Regions from separate parts of the Rattus norvegicus genome. Here regions 2 and 3 are each linked to region 1. Evidence: chromatin contacts called from public Hi-C data. All regions are on one chromosome and are shown on one strand. The core of a region is the stretch at or near the end of the contact, and the rest is flanking DNA. Distances in the headings are between cores, read along the strand shown.

Region 1 (3,036 bases), core at 478-2,977:
TTTTTGGAGCTGTCGTTTTTTGGTTTTTTTTTTTTAAATAAGTTTTTTCAGTACTTTCCAGTCATATTTCGACCTGTGCTAACCTGCTAACTTTTTTTTTTAAAGAAACTTTATCTACTTTTTTCATTTTGAAGGATTTAGATTTTTTTTGATATTGTATTTTAATTACAACATATATCTCTCCCCACTCTCCCCCAAATCCATGGCCTCTTTTTTCTCTATTCTTCTCTCATACATCCCAACTGTATCTTCCTTGCCCTCTACTCCTCCAGGCCCCTGCCCCCAATCTCCCCTCTCCCCCAGATTCACTGCTCCTCCATTTTTCTTCAGGAAAGTCCAAGCCTTCTAGTAATATTCACTAAACACGGCATAACAAGATGCAATCGGACTAGGCACAAATTCACATGGGGCACCCCTACAGAAAGTCTGGCTTGTGGCTAATCAGCAATGAGATTTAGGTTTGAGGGGCAGTTATAGTGGCAAGGAAAATGGACTCAGGGTGATGTGTAATGAGTAGGCATAGATGAAAGTGAATTACAGCGTTTCCACGGTATTTTACCCCACTTTCAGACGGGTGCCTTCCCTTTTAGATATAAATGCTCAGTAAGGAATATTATCGCCAAAACTGTAGTTATGTGCTCTATAACAGTATTTTTGGTTAATAACAGACCAGTACACTGGCTATACAATTTCTAATATCCAGTGATGTTAAAGTTATGGTAACATTTTGTGCAATGCATAACTCAAGTGTTTGTGGTGATGCTGTCGGAAGCCTTCTGTTTCTAGCACACTGGTATGTATTCAATATGGCACATAATAATAGTTACACAATAGTAAGTAACTGTTGTTTCTGTATTAACTATACCTTTCATGACTTAGGGAAGTATTCACTATTTTCATGTGGCTATTTTCAAACTAGGTATCAACCAGCAGCTTCAATAGTTCTGGCACTATTTTGAACCACTTTTTCACCCTCCTCTCTTCAGTGTCTTTTCTTTCTATTCATGCAAATTATTCTTTAACAGTAATTACTGTCTTTTCTGCAAAGAAACTGTTTTCTTTAGTTCCTGGAGTATCAGCACTTTAGACCGCAGATAATCCTGAAAAAGGAGCAGACTACGAAGAAGACACTAATCATACTAGTGGCCTGTGTTAGTCACCAAGCATCATCTCATCCTGCTTGCTTGTCTCGTAGTAGGTCATCAATATTTGTTTTATGAATAAAGTATGAATAAAGGTAAGTCGTCAGTGCGTAAAAACCTGAGGCCTTCCACAATTTGAGTGTTCAATAGCACGTCTCATTAACAGTTCATGAGCTAAACCTTTCATCTTGACTTTCGGAATAGAATGAAATTCTACGCAAGCCTTCCCCAGTCAATCTGCCCTCGCGGCAATGGCTGAGGATGTGCTGTCATTCCATTTAAAAGCATCTTTTTCCTCCTCTTGAGAGCAATGATTGCCCCTGCAGTAGACCACACTGCCCCCCACTTCCGCTGCCTGTCGTCCCCACGGGTTCCAGACCTCAACCCGGTCCGTCACAGAACCGCGCGTAAATCCGCCCTCTCCTCCGACCCCCGCCGCCTTCGCCAGCTTCCGTCTAGCTCGCTTTTGGGACAAGTGATGCAAAGGAGCTCTGCTTCCGCGTCGGCGACGGCGTGGGCAGTGACGTCACTGCGCTCTGACGTCAGGACAACGTGCAGTGCGGTCGCCCGGGAGACCGGGGAAGCCGTTTTACACCCAGCGGAGTCCCGGGCTAGGTGAGGGTCATGGCCTTTCTCAGTTCTCAGAGGACCAGGCCGGCAGGGACTTTGTTCCGGGGCTAAGGCCAGCCGCGCGGGACGGCGGGGCAGCGGGGGCGGGGAGGAGGAAGGCAGGGCGGCCTCTCGGTGCCTCGGGCGAGGCCTGGGCCGGCGCGGTCGAGTCGGGCAGTTAGTTTCCTGCAGTCGCGGGGCGTGACCTCCCGCTCTCCTGCCCCTGACCTGCCCTCTTGTGAATCACGGCCCGGGAATGGTACTAGAGGAAGGGCCTGGAAGCAGAACCGGAGTTAATGACCGGGCGTGACACCGGTGTAAGAGTCGGAAATGAACCACCAAGGACGTTTCGGCATTTAAGAACACACACGTCTATCTCGTGACCAGTGTCACAGAGAAGGTTCGTAAACTTGCACGCAGCAGCGGCCACGTACTACTGTACTTTTGCCAAGGACAGTTTCCACATATATACTGGGAAGGACCGAAAGGAACTTGTTTAGTAAAGTAATGAATGGGCAAATTAAAAATCACAAGTTTTCTCCTGCTAAAGAGCAAACAGCCCCACAGTTCTTGAAAAGCAGAATTATCTGCGAATTCCACAGTTCTTTTCATGGGTAGTCACATCTTTGTAAAGACCCAATTCTAAAAGACTTAGAAGCCATTTCTTTAAAATACAGGCATAACAAAAATAAACGTTAAAGAAAGTAGTGCCCTTGTAGTCAGTCACCTCGGGAATTTAAGGTGCCTACCTCTTGTAACCATCATGCATTGCTTATCAGAAAAGCAGCGAGTTACTACAGTTCGTACTCACAGTTTACATGGGTTTACAATAAAATAATGTTAAAGACTTCTTTATACAGGGACAAGTTACAAATGTTCTTGGGATGAATCCAACGACTCTATCTTGGCTGCATGAAAAAAATGAGATCCCTAATTTTGTCACCATGTCTTCTGCCATGTGCATTAAAATCAGTTTCTTCTCCACCCCTGTGTCTTGGAGATCCTTCTAATTTACCAGGGTGCCATTTTTAATTTTTCTTTCATAACCAGAAGCCTTCTGATGATATAGTAATACATTAGAGTAGTCACAGTGAAAGGCATTAAATAATAAATATCCCACTGGTACCTTGAATTTATACGTTATTTAGGTCCATGCTTGCTAATACTTTTGTAGATGGTACTTTAAGAGGACATATGGTTGGTTATTTAAGGGGAAAATGGTTCTGTGGAGCCGACGATACTATCGTTTCCATTTACTAATGATGGCTTAACTGAAGGGAACAAG
Region 2 (2,798 bases), core at 190-2,689, 270 kb before region 1:
CCTATTTCCACTGACGTGTCAGTCACATGGCTCAAGAGGTTATCAACTCTCCAGGCATTGCTCTCTTCACAAAGTATACACACACTTCAAACCAATGCTTATAAATAAATATAAACCACCTCTAAGAAGCCACCCTCCCATAAATATGCAGGTTGGGGTTGGGGTTAGGGTACTTACTTGTGCTTGAGAACAAATTTTACATTCTTGTATGCAAAGGCTACCAAGTAAGTGCTTACTAACGTCATCACGCTGTACAGAACAGCAGACTGGATAAGATCCATATGCCATATTCTCCAGTACAACCCTGAGGTAAGACAAAAGGAAGGGACACAACACATTACGACCCCTTTACACCTGCCTGCCAGAGTTAACTCCAGCTAAACCAGGTAAATGAGAGTCAGTAAATCCTACCCAGTATCTGAGGAACTTCACTAGAGGTGAGATAGCCAATACACTGGGTTAGTCCCAGAGTTCAGGGCTTTCCCGGTTCAGAAAGTTAGGTTGTGGGGACATTGCTAGTCTAGAAATTTCTTCATCTTCTGACTTGAGAACAAACTGAGAGGGGAGAGATCACAAATAAGAATAAAGATTTCATTCATGGAATGCTAGTAAGTTAAAATACAGGCCATTTTAAGTCAAATACTGTCTGTCCCAAATCACTGGTTAACTTGCTGACGTGGCTGCTCTGAAATCAAAACAATGCATGGTCGGGCCAGTGAACCAGGGGGCTCCACACCACATTCACTGCACGCTGAGCTTTTAAAACGGCCACAATAACAAAATACGTTTGGACGTGATTGGCCAGCAACATTGTGGCAGCGTGGGTCAGGAGATGGGAAACTCGGAAAACCTGAGCTTGGAAACAGTCTTAGCCTTCAGGTTGACAGTTTCTCATTCAAAGTCTCGAGTTGCTCTCTGGGAGTTATTGAAATCCTAAACAAGGCTGACCGCGGACCTCTAGCACAGCCTAACCTGTCATTCTGCACGTCAAAAGGATGCTCAGGGATGAGGGGAGTCACGTTGCTAATTCAGTGAAGGTTATTGGTGGGTCTCCCACTGGCTCACTAAAGACCTCGTAGTGTCAAAGTGTTGTGAGGGGAAGGACAGTGTACCAATGAGCGAATCCCGGCCAGAACCCGCGCCCGGCTCAGAAGTCCGCGGCAAGTGAGTTCCCGAGGACGCCGCCGCACCCCCCCCCCCCCTCCGCCCCGACACTAGGCCTCCCCGCCGCCTCTGGCCTCCCCCACCGCGCCCGCCACGTCCCCGCCGCCTGCCCGAGGCTCACAGATGGGAATGGCAGACACGATGAACGCATTCCCGAAGAACAGCGCCGACGATTTGGCGGACAGGTTGCGGCTGAAATCCTGAAGGAGCAGGTCCTCCTCGGACTGCTGCTTGGAGCCGCCTTTGGGAGCCATTGCGGAGCAAAAGACTTGAGGATGGGAGCAGGGAGACAGGGAAGACTCAGAAGGCCGCGTCTACGTCCGCCCCAGCCGCGTATCCGCCCGCGACCCGTCAGCGCAACGCGAAGGCGGGTCTCCGCAGGGCACGCTACTTTAGGATTGGCCAGCCTGCCGTCGCTTCACAAGCCTCAAAACACGATTGGATAGGTAGACAAGACTTCCGCATCCTTCAGGGTACGTGGCTCTCAACGCCACAAGGAATGGCGGGATTTGTAGTTTAGTGTATATTTATGGACCTCAGGTAACTAAAGCTGATTTCCAATTCACCTGCCTCAGTCTCCAGAGGCAGGCTTGGTTAACTGACATGAGCAACCGTGCAAGCAGTACTCTGTTTTAACTAACTAACTTTATTGGTATTTCATTTCATATGTGCACTTTTTATTTCTTTTTAAGTTTATTACACTGATTGAATGATTGTTTCATTGATTGATGATTAATTGATTGATTAGTTGGTTGGAAGGCCGTGCCACAAAGTTGTCAGAACACAGCTTGAGGAAGTTAGTTCTCTACTTTTACTTTCTGGGTCCCAGAGATTGAACCAAATTGTCAGGTTTGTGTCTTTACCCTCTCAGCCATCTGCATGGCCTAAAGTTTGGTTTTTTTATTATTACATCATCATCATCATCATCATCATCATCATCATCAAATGGTGAACCTGAAGGTGACAGACAGGCCCTAGTCTCTTGGGCATGGGCTCTATTCACCCAAGAAACAGACATAAGGAAGTCACTAAAACCATGATGATCTTCAAATGGTGATAACATTCAATACTTGCCTCATGCCTTTACAAATTTCTACCATTTTGTTTCTTTCTATTTCAGCTTGAACCTTTTTAAAGTAGCATTCCACCAGTGTTCCAAATGACACTGAAGACCTCTGGCAGGACTCCTCTGAAGCCGGAAAGGCAATATTAGCACAGATGCCATTTTAACTGACTAGCTGGTTGCGTTTTTCTTTCAAAAGACAAACACAACCACATCCCTTCCCAGCAAGTGTTTTTCTTCACTACAATGCTGTAAACATTACACTGCACAGGGCAAAACTTCCTCAACCTCCGGCTTCCTCTTAGCAGTCTGTAGATAGCACTTTCCCTTTGCTTTATCTAAATGGCATTGATCTACAGAGCAAGGATCCTCACTGTGCTTTTTATCTTCAGTCTTTTTTTCAATTGGTTCTCCACACAGATTCTTCAATACGTTTTCCTGAAATATAAGTCCATCTATTCTCAACAGCAAGTGTCCTCAATTTCATCACCAAAGAAATAAGTAAATAAATAAGAACCATCTAGCGAATTTTCAAGCAAACTGCAAGTGCTCACTTCAGAATCTCTGGGTC
Region 3 (3,045 bases), core at 338-2,837, 310 kb before region 1:
CTTAGCGCAGACAGTAAGCAGCAGTCCACACACACCAGTGTCCAGCAGCGGCCACTCATTATCTCAAGTATCCGGCCACTTCAGCTCCACATCCCCTCCAGTTCCTAACAAACAAAGGTTTTCTACCATTTCTGTCTTCGCTACAAACAGTCAGATATCTGGGAGAAGACCTTGATTCCTTCTTGCCCACTAGGTAGCACACTCAGTCTTAATTACCAAAACCCAACTGCAGGCCACCCTTGCAACATGACAGATGGTTCCCAGAGGCCTGTACTCCAGGGCTTCCTCTTCCACTGATTCTTCACAACACAGGCAGGGATGGCCTTCTGAGAAGCAAACTGCAATGAGATGTCTCTCATTCCCTCGCCTAAAAATGGCAACAACCCACCTTTTCCATACAGTTTGGTTCGTTGTCCTCTGGCAACATTATCTCTCTCCTGCCCTTCCGTGCTGGACTTCTGCTACCTGCCGTCCTTTCCCTGGAATTCACTGTCCTGCCTGCAGGGTCTGCACATGTGTCTATCATCCTACAATGCTATTCTCCCAGGCTTAGTCCAGTTAACTTGTTTCAATGCTTCAACATAATACATGACAGGAAGTGGGACATTCCTAGCCCTAACTCAGTAGATCTTCTCTTTCATTTCCTACCTGGATCTGCTCATGTTTTTCTATAATATTCATATTTTATAATCACTTCTTTATTTCTCCATCCTTGCCACCGAATCCTAAACTCCCCAAGTCTAGGAATTTTACACCAAATGTGTTCAACAAGTAAATGAATGCGTCTTGGAAGACTCACAATTTCCGCTTTAACTGCTCTGGTACAGGCTTCTGTAACGTCACATAGCTTGGCCACAGGGCCTCTCTGTCTTCTTCACCCTGTCTGTAGAGAACAGACGGCCTTCAAATTCATCTTGCTCTCTGTGAACACCTTCAGTGATACCAACACATCTGGCACACCTCGGCATGTCCAGCTCCCAAAGCAACAGGTACCTAAAGAGCATAGTGACTGGAGGAGCTCCCAGCTTGGGGAGAAACAGGAAGGGACAGGAAGGAACTTGTTGCAATGGTGCAGGTGGCTAATTTAGGGCAAAGATGCAAAAAAAATGGCCTCAATTTCCAGAAACCTTTACCATCCCCATTTGTACACTCTTTAAAGAAGGGAAGGTTTCTTACATTTTTATCACATTTATTTAACAAAGGATAAATAAACCTTACAGGTAGGTGCTTTGATAAGATACATGATCACAAGAAAAGGAAGTGTTTAGCTAATAAACCAAATTCTTTGTTAGACGGTAGTGAATAAAAACATTCCCTGTATTCAAAACAAACCAACCAAGGAAACCTTAAAACAATACATGTAAGCCAAATAACGAAGATGGTAAGACCCTGACCTTGGCTCCTTCGATCCAAATCCTACCCGCTATCAACTTAAATACAAATAAGGCTACATCTACTCCAAGCCAGGAACAGTGGCATACAGTTGTAATCATAGCACTCGGGAGTCAGAGACTGGAGGATTGCTGCAAATTCAAGAACAGCCTGTCCTACATAGGTGAATTCCAATCCAGACAAGTAACACAGTGACACTCTGCCTCAAAGAACAAGCACGAAGGAAGAGAGGAAGAGATGAGGCAGGGAAAGGAGAAAAAAGAAAAATGAGAAAAGAACATATCTACCCCAGTTCTACGTTGAGAATTCCCTGCTAAAGGACATTTAATCTTGAGGTATTACTGGGAACAAAACAGCCCAAGACTTTGACCTTTGAAATACATCCAGGAATCTGGCATCCCAGGGGTGTGGTTAACCTGCTTTGTGTAAGCTTTGGAGGGTTTTGCTAACTTGAACTTGAAACTCCTCATGCCTCCTAGTTCTATGTCTCATCTGGCTGGTGCCAAGAGGACTAGCTGAGCTCCACCCTCTGGGGAGAGGAAATGTGATGTTAAGCTGAAAAGAGGCAGATGTGGAAACTGGGTGGGCCCACCAGCAGGCCCTGGTGAGATCAATTACATGGGTGTCCTAGAACAATGTTGGGTTCAAAGTGGCCAAGGACAGGGTGTGTCAAAGTGGGCTTTGAGCCCCTGTGGCCTCAGCTGTTTGTTCTGCACTTTATATGTTTATCTTGCTGCTAGAGTTATTGAGTCATCTCTATTAAATGGCTATTGAGGGAAAGGAACGGCTCTGCAAATCCACCATGCAGAAGAAACAGGCCGTTCGTTCATCCTCTGTGACTCGACATTCTACAGTCATGACAAATGCCTTCCCTCCCTGATCACTTTGTGAACCAGCCACTCAGCTTCGTTTATCAGAACAAGAACCATCAAGGGATGCTATACTAGTAAAGGAAGAACCTGCAATGGTCATTACATGTTTAATACTGTTGAATATTTCTGAAAACTGAAAATGAGTGTCAGTTTACCTAAGAGAACTGTCAAGCTTCCAAACCACTGATGGTGAATGTTGTCACCAGGGCGGAGAGTAATTATAGTAATCAAATGATCACATTAAAATTCTAAATTCTGAAGGGGAGGGAGAGGAGTTAAGGGGAAGCTGGCCTGGAAACTGGGAAAGGGAATAACATTTGAAATGTAAATAAGAAATACCCAATTTAATAAAGATGGGGGGGGAGAAAAAAGAAAAATTCTAAATTCTGGAAAGACGAGGGGGAAACACAACTCTGTAAAGTAGCTGAGTTCATGAAACACTCTTTGCGCTTCTGTAGAAATCGTTCGAGCCATGACGCACGTGATCAACCAAGGCATGGCAATGTACTGGGGCACCTCGAGGTGGAGCGCGATGGAGATCATGGTGAGCTAGTGTCCATTTTTTATGGTTTCCGGGCACCTTGCCATTATGTACCATGTTCAGGTACCATGTTTAAGTCTGCATCTTCTGCAGACTTTTCTCCCAAGACCATGCCATTAGAATTCTAGCATCAGCCCTGTCCTTAAGGAGATGGCTGTGAGTGAGGGCTGGAGCCCAGCAGTTTAGAACACAAGGGCCAGATCTGCAAATGGGAAATGCCATGTTTCAGCACGGGCAAAA

What was found. Hi-C and Micro-C count contacts between places; a contact is called where the count stands out from the background.
Region 2: a contact with region 1 is called in a Hi-C map of Schwann cells, with 2.9 times the contacts expected there. The contact joins the promoter of Ssr3 here to the promoter of Lekr1 in region 1. A contact is called at or near these places in 3 of 12 Hi-C or Micro-C datasets (Schwann cells, liver and mammary epithelial cells).
Region 3: a Hi-C map of the Rat2 cell line shows a contact between it and region 1, with 3 times the contacts expected there. The contact joins the enhancer-like site here to the promoter of Lekr1 in region 1. A contact is called at or near these places in 2 of 12 Hi-C or Micro-C datasets (the Rat2 cell line and Schwann cells).

Annotation. Positions count from the first base shown.
Region 1 is chr2:152,199,455-152,202,490 of GRCr8, forward strand. It overlaps Lekr1 (leucine, glutamate and lysine rich 1), which reads left to right and starts at 1,728. Exons shown (of 13, transcript NM_001115029.2): 1 at 1,728-2,151.
Region 2 is chr2:151,933,723-151,936,520 of GRCr8, forward strand. Ssr3 (signal sequence receptor subunit 3) reads right to left here and starts at 1,440. Exons shown (of 5, transcript NM_031120.3): 1 at 1,286-1,440; 2 at 178-304. The coding sequence starts at 1,418.
Region 3 is chr2:151,894,319-151,897,363 of GRCr8, forward strand. Kcnab1 (potassium voltage-gated channel subfamily A regulatory beta subunit 1) reads left to right here. Exons shown (of 14, transcript NM_017303.3): 9 at 2,723-2,808. Among named protein-coding and RNA genes, the nearest start is that of Ssr3, 39 kb to the right of the region's middle. Within about 2 kb of position 1,588, at least 13 of the 93 cell types and tissues checked have an H3K27ac peak or open chromatin away from gene starts, as enhancers often do.